2 separate regions of the Mus musculus genome follow, and region 2 is linked to region 1. The links are chromatin contacts, called in public promoter capture Hi-C maps. All regions are on one chromosome and are shown on one strand. The core of a region is the stretch at or near the end of the contact, and the rest is flanking DNA. Distances in the headings are between cores, read along the strand shown.

Region 1 (2,900 bases), core at 325-2,824:
GAACCTTGGAGATGGTCCAGAGAAGTTGAGCGACTTGCTTCCCAAATTACAGGGATGGCTCCACTAAATTCTTCCCATTAAAAAAAATATTTCAACTCATTCATTAAGTGAATATTAACTAGGCCAGGCACTTGATTGGGTGGATGAGAATGTACACTCAGTACGTTTTAATCTTCCTGGACACAAAACGGTGGGGTGAAAATGTACCTGGGGTGTTTTTTCCAGGGGTGCTGTCTACAAACAAATGGAATAAACGCCCAGAGATGGAGAGTATTGAGCCAGGGAACCTAACCAACCCAAGAGGATAGGTAGAGCACCTATGCTTGGCTCCTGCACTATCAGGCCTTTTAAGGAGGGAAAGGGGTGTTCGCAATAACTCAAGGAATGAATTCAGGGTTCCAGGGTGGCCTGGATGCCAGCACCTGGTCCTGGAGAACGCCCATTTATAGAACATTACAACCGTTTCTGCACAAATTTCAACCAGCCTCTACTCCTAAGACTCACTACAGCTTCGATACACCTCTCTTTCTGTTGTCTTCAGAGGTGGCTTGAGGGTGTGTTAGCTTGCTTGTTTGAATACAGATGGAACTGAGGTGGCCAGCTTCGAGCATGAAGAGTAGAATTTCCTACTCACAGGCACTTCTCGCAGGCCAGAACCTGGAGCAGTCTGCCCACTGACCCTTTCAACCCCTAATCTTTGAACCCGCCTCAGCACAAGACAGAGGAATGTGCAGAAGGCAGCACAAAGCCAGGTAGACTTTCTGGTTTAGCTCACGAGGGACGTAGGTCGGTGCTGTCGCGCAAGGCAGAAAGGGGATACATAAGAGGTGTAACTTAAAGGACTTTTGACGATATCAACTACAGGCAGAGTCCCAAAGCATTTCCAAAAAAAATTACTTGGAAATGTTAGGAGACAAAACTATCAAACTGATTGATGTCTCTATTTTGCGGGAGACTGGAAGCAGCGTTAGGGCGCAGTAAAACCTGACTCCGGAGCAGAGCCTCCATTCGCTCCGGCCGGCGCCAAAGCGTGCTCAGCTGGGCCAGGCGGGAGCCCCGGGGCAGCTCCCACGCACAGCTCCTCGCTCCCGCGCCACCGAGGGCCAGGATCGGGGAAAGGAACGCGCCCGAACCTCCTGGGAGAGGAATGCCCTGGAGCTTATCTTATCCCCTAAGGAATCGCCTATTCCTCCAGCCCGGTCTTAGGAGCACTGAGCCATCCCACTTGGCCGGGGAAGACGATCCTCCCGCCTTCCTCGCCACGCCGCAGCCCGAACGCGAACAGGACCCCGCTTACTTTTGGTGGCAGAGATGAGGTTCTTGCCGTCTTTGATGAGCTCTTTGATGAACTTGTTGGTCCTCTCGAGCTCCGCTTCGTGCGCGCGGATCCTCTCCCGGAACCACGGGCTGTCGAGGTAGCAGTCGCTAAACTCCAGGGGCTGCAGCCCCATGACTGCGGCGGTGCGCGCGGGCGCAGGCCGAGCTGGGCTCCCAGGCGGCGGCAGCGAGCGGCTAGCAGGGCTGAGCGCGCGGCGAGCGCAGCACGGTCATGTCCAGCCCAGCCCAGCGACCCTGGAGAGTACGCGGCGCAGCTCCCCAATCCCGGCAGCCCCCGGCAGCAGCAGAGGCCGCCGCCCGGCCCCGCCCCGCCTCGGGCGCGCCCGCCCCGCCCCGCCCCCGCCCGCACGCCCCTGCTCTCCCGCCCGGGCGCCTTCGGCTCTCCTCCTCCCTGCCCTTCCCCGAACGCCTCTTCCTTCTCTTCCCCACGCGCAGTCGCCCCTCCTCTTCCTTCCGAGGCAGCGGCGATGGAGAACGTAGTCTGTGCCCTCCACCCCCGGACGCCTGCACCTCCCCGATCTCGGCTCACAAGGTCCAGGTGACTCAGGCTGGTCCCCGAAGTGGACGCCTGACCGAACGGGATGGTGGGTTTGTAATAGCAGGCCTCGGTCCCCGAGATCAGACGACTTAAAAGTCGGGGCGGGTGGAAATGATTGACTCATTTTATCTGTGTACCGAAGGAAGGGTGCTTCGCTGTGCAAGGGCTCGCACGCCGGGTGCTCTCTCTCCTTGTCTAATCAGCTGCCTTCGCGGGAATGCTTAACGTCTCCAACTCAGCGTGGACTCTACAGATTCTAGAACATTTTTCTTCGTGTCCATACTGAATGGCTTAGGACAAGGGAGCGTGTGGCTAAACCGCGTTGACCCTGCTTGTGTTCTATTCTGGAGATTAAATTTACACGGGTAGGAGAGGCGATCTGCTAAAAATAGCCCGCCGAAAGTAAATGCCAGACTTTTTGTGGTTTTTCACCATGGGAGGCTGCGTGGACAAGTGTGAATTCGTGTCAGTGCGCCCACAAAACTCCTTTCCTATTCCATGCGTTCTAAAGCAGAACTCAATACCTTCCTCAAATGTATACAGCAAATCTTACACTGGAGACACTTTATCAACTAGCAATTTTTAAGCAATTAACATGTGCCAGGTGCACACATGGCATACATTTTTCACAAACTCACAACACATGTTTACATGTAAAGGTTTAATGATGGTAATAGTACCAGGAAACTTCAAAGTGATTCTTTAAAAACGTTCCGACTGAGTGCAGTAATTAAGAGTTTGTTTGGCCCGTGAGCTGTAGGAGGAGTCTTAACCCTCTGGGAAGCATCTAAATATGCCTACTCTATAAACTCTGTTAAATAACAGCACCATTTGAGTGCCACAGATGAGGCCACTTTAATGTCCATCCTCAGACTTCAAAAGACTTTTACCAATAACTCCTAGGCAGTTTGAAAGGTTCATTTCCTACTAAAATCAGCAAGGAGTCTACCGAGGAAAGAAAGAGGCAAGGGGGAGGGAAAAACTGGAGACTGAATTAGGGCCTGGCAAAAGAGCGAAACACACT
Region 2 (3,087 bases), core at 71-2,570, 1.1 Mb after region 1:
TTCCTGGGAGGCCTGGCTGGTCTTGAACACATTAATCCAGACTGGTTGTGAATTCAATATTCTCTTACCTCTGCCTCCCAAGTGCTACTGTTGGAGTCATGTGCCCTGACTTCTAGCGGGATGATGTGCCAATCAATATGTGTCCTTTCTTGTTTCTATTTATTCACTTTAATAGAATAATCCTTCCTTTTCAAGTTGCATTCGTTTAAACTAAAACCTTTTTTGCTTTTATATTTTTCACCTTTATAACTATTATCATTATTATTAACTTTTGTGTGGTGTTTGTGACATATCTGTGTGGGCGTGGAGTCATTTCTCTTCTTTCAACTTTTCTTAGGCTCTGAGTTCAAACTGACATCCCCGTGTTTTTCATCCCAGCACTCAGGAGTCAGAGGCAGGCAGATCTCTGAGTTCGAGGCCAGCCTGGTCTTCAGAGTGAGTTCTAGGATAGCCAGGACTATACAGACAACCCCTGTCTCAAAAAATAAACAAACAAAAAATGAAAATATGCCTGCTTAACCTCTAACTGTGAATCGTTTTGTGTCTTTAAATCTCATGTATGCCAATAATAGATTCTGTATGTACATATGTGTGTATGTTTAGGGTTATGTATCATATCAAAGTTCATTCCGTTCCTTGTTGGCCAGCTGCAGAGTCAAACACCTGAAAGCTTGTACTGTTATCTCTTCTTCTGTTTGATACTTATATAGAAGTAGGCTACTACAAATATCTTAGGATCTCTGTTACTGTGACAAAATACCATGGCCAAAATCAACTTTGCTGGAAAAGGGTTTATTTCATCTTACAACTTGTAGTCCATCATCTGGGAAAGTCAGAAGAGAAGGAACTCAGTCCAGGCACAGAAACAGAAGTTATAGAGGGAAACTGCTTACTGGCTTACTCCCTGTGGCAAGCTCAACCTGCTTTCTGACCCAAGAACAAGCAGGCCAGGGGGTTGGCACCACTCACGGTGAGCATGGTCTTTCCACATCCACCATCAATCAAGAAAATGCAGCACTTGCTTACCCACGGGCTCATCTGATGCAGACGTTTTCTCAGTTGAGGTTCCCACTTCCCAGATGACTTCCCTCCCATGTTGAGTTGATATGAAACAATCCAGAATAAGATATCATAGTTACCTCTCTGTTGCTGTGAGAAAATACCCCAAGAAAAGCAGCATAGGAAAGACAGGTTTTGGTTTGGCTTATGACCAAAGGTGTCTAGAGGGATAAAGTCCAAATGATATGCAAGGCACAGCAACAGTCAAGGAAATGTGCTATCTGGAGCAGGAAGCTGACAGGCCACATGTTTATTCATTCACAGGAAGTGGGCAGGAGAGGCAGGAAGTAAGGTGAGGCTAAGCTATAAAAACCTCAGAGCTCACCCCAGTGACAGAAGGACTTCCTTCCTTTTTGAATGGGATCTCATTTGGTCGCCCAGCTGGGTTCCTAACTCAGCCTTCGGCATTGCTACCACACCCATCTGATGTTATATAATCAAGGGAATAGGTGCTGCTTAGAACACGGATTCCATTCAGCGAGTATTCCTTGAGTGTCATAACCTCTTAGCTGCCTTCATTGCTGTTATTATTATAAAGCATGTGACACCAGTGTGAAGTCATATCTCAGTGGCCATCGTAGCTCGTTGTTGATTCCTTCTAAGCTTCACGTTGCCCAGATTTAGAACAGGAGAGTAACCTATGGTGATTGAGAGAATGACATAAATTTGGAGAATTTGCAGAGGACTATGTGGATCAAGACTTATGACATGGCCTGTTTACTGTTACTAAGAAACCGTCCAGTCTCCGAGAATCACCTTGAATTACTTGCTCATATCTATTTACTTTCCTAAGTCTTCTGAATTGATGATGGAAAGCAAAACAGAGTGATCACTGCGCCGACAGCAGTGCTTGCAAGCTGTGACAGGTGCAGCTCTGAAGGTCATCATGGAGAAGATACTGTAAGGACTTGGGAAGGTACCAAGGAAAGCAGGTTTCATCCCTAGCAAAAGCTCCAGCCCACCAGGATGAATCTAAGTAGATCTTGATGTATGGAGATATTTGGGGCCCATGATAGAGAAGCTTTTGTGAGTCTAGATTGAGTTTTGGAATTTTACATTGTTCAAAGCTGCATACCTTCTGATGAGAAAACACAATATATAATGATTGATTTTTATGTGAAATTTAAAAATGATTTGATTTAAATGCTTTTGGAATATTTTCACTCTCCTGAGTTCTGGAATTTAGCCATTGTTATATATTAAGAATATGTCTATACTAAGGACTTCTCAGGACAATAGCATCTATCCTGGCTCCTTATAAAATAGCTGCAAGGCTTTTTTTTAGTATACCATGTTAATATCTACAATTCTTCTGGTCCTTCACTATGCCTTGAGCAGTACCATTTGAAGTCAGTCTTTTGTTTTTTGTTTTTTTCATTTTCAAGCCAGGGTTTCTCTGTATAGCCCTGACTGTCCTGGAACTCTCTTTGTAGACCAGGCTGGCCTCGAACTCAGAAATCTGTCTGCCTCTGCCTTCTAAGTGCTGGGATTAAAGGCGTGAGCCACCACACCTAGTTTTTAAGACACATGATCACTATTTGATGATGTGCATTCTGTGATTTCTGTAAATTTACTGAGTATTAAAATGCATGCCGGCTCCCTATAGTCACTGAGGGTACAGACAGGGAAATGGCCCCAGGTCCCCTATCATCTGCCCTGTGCAGTCCCTGGAAATCTGTAAGCTATTGAGTGAAGCTGTCCCTGAACCAGTAACTGCCCCATGGTGTTCATGTCCTGCAGATTCAGGAATGGCACTGATAGGGATGGGACCAGTTAGAAATTGATCACCACACCCAGGCCTGGAGCAAACTGAGCCTCTCCCCAGGAGAGTCATCAGCTTCTAAAAGCTTACCCAGGAAGGTAATTACGTGCACCTAAGGGCCGCATGCTGCTGGAAGTGCACAGCACACTCATGCTCCATAACAGGAAGTTCACAGCACATTCGTGCTCCATAACAGGAAGTGCACAGCACATTCATGCTTCATAACAGGAAGTGCACAGCACACTCGTGCGCCATCACAGGTAATG

What was found. Promoter capture Hi-C pulls out the DNA fragments that hold promoters and counts their contacts.
Region 2: a contact with region 1 is called in a promoter capture Hi-C map of the HPC-7 cell line. The contact joins the enhancer-like site here to the promoter of Arhgap10 in region 1. A contact is called at or near these places in 3 of 39 promoter capture datasets (the C10 cell line, the HPC-7 cell line and liver).

What each region holds. Positions count from the first base shown.
Region 1 is chr8:77,516,333-77,519,232 of GRCm38.p6, forward strand. It overlaps Arhgap10 (Rho GTPase activating protein 10), which reads right to left and starts at 1,575. Exons shown (of 23, transcript NM_030113.2): 1 at 1,298-1,575. The coding sequence starts at 1,451. 0610038B21Rik (RIKEN cDNA 0610038B21 gene) reads left to right here and starts at 724. Exons shown (of 1, transcript NR_028125.1): 1 at 724-2,246.
Region 2 is chr8:78,621,206-78,624,292 of GRCm38.p6, forward strand. The region is part of intron 5 of Slc10a7 (solute carrier family 10 (sodium/bile acid cotransporter family), member 7); the gene reads left to right. Among named protein-coding and RNA genes, the nearest start is that of Gm39203, 52 kb to the right of the region's middle. Within about 2 kb of position 1,321, at least 50 of the 459 cell types and tissues checked have an H3K27ac peak or open chromatin away from gene starts, as enhancers often do. A contact at or near this core is called in the HPC-7 cell line, where this site is marked.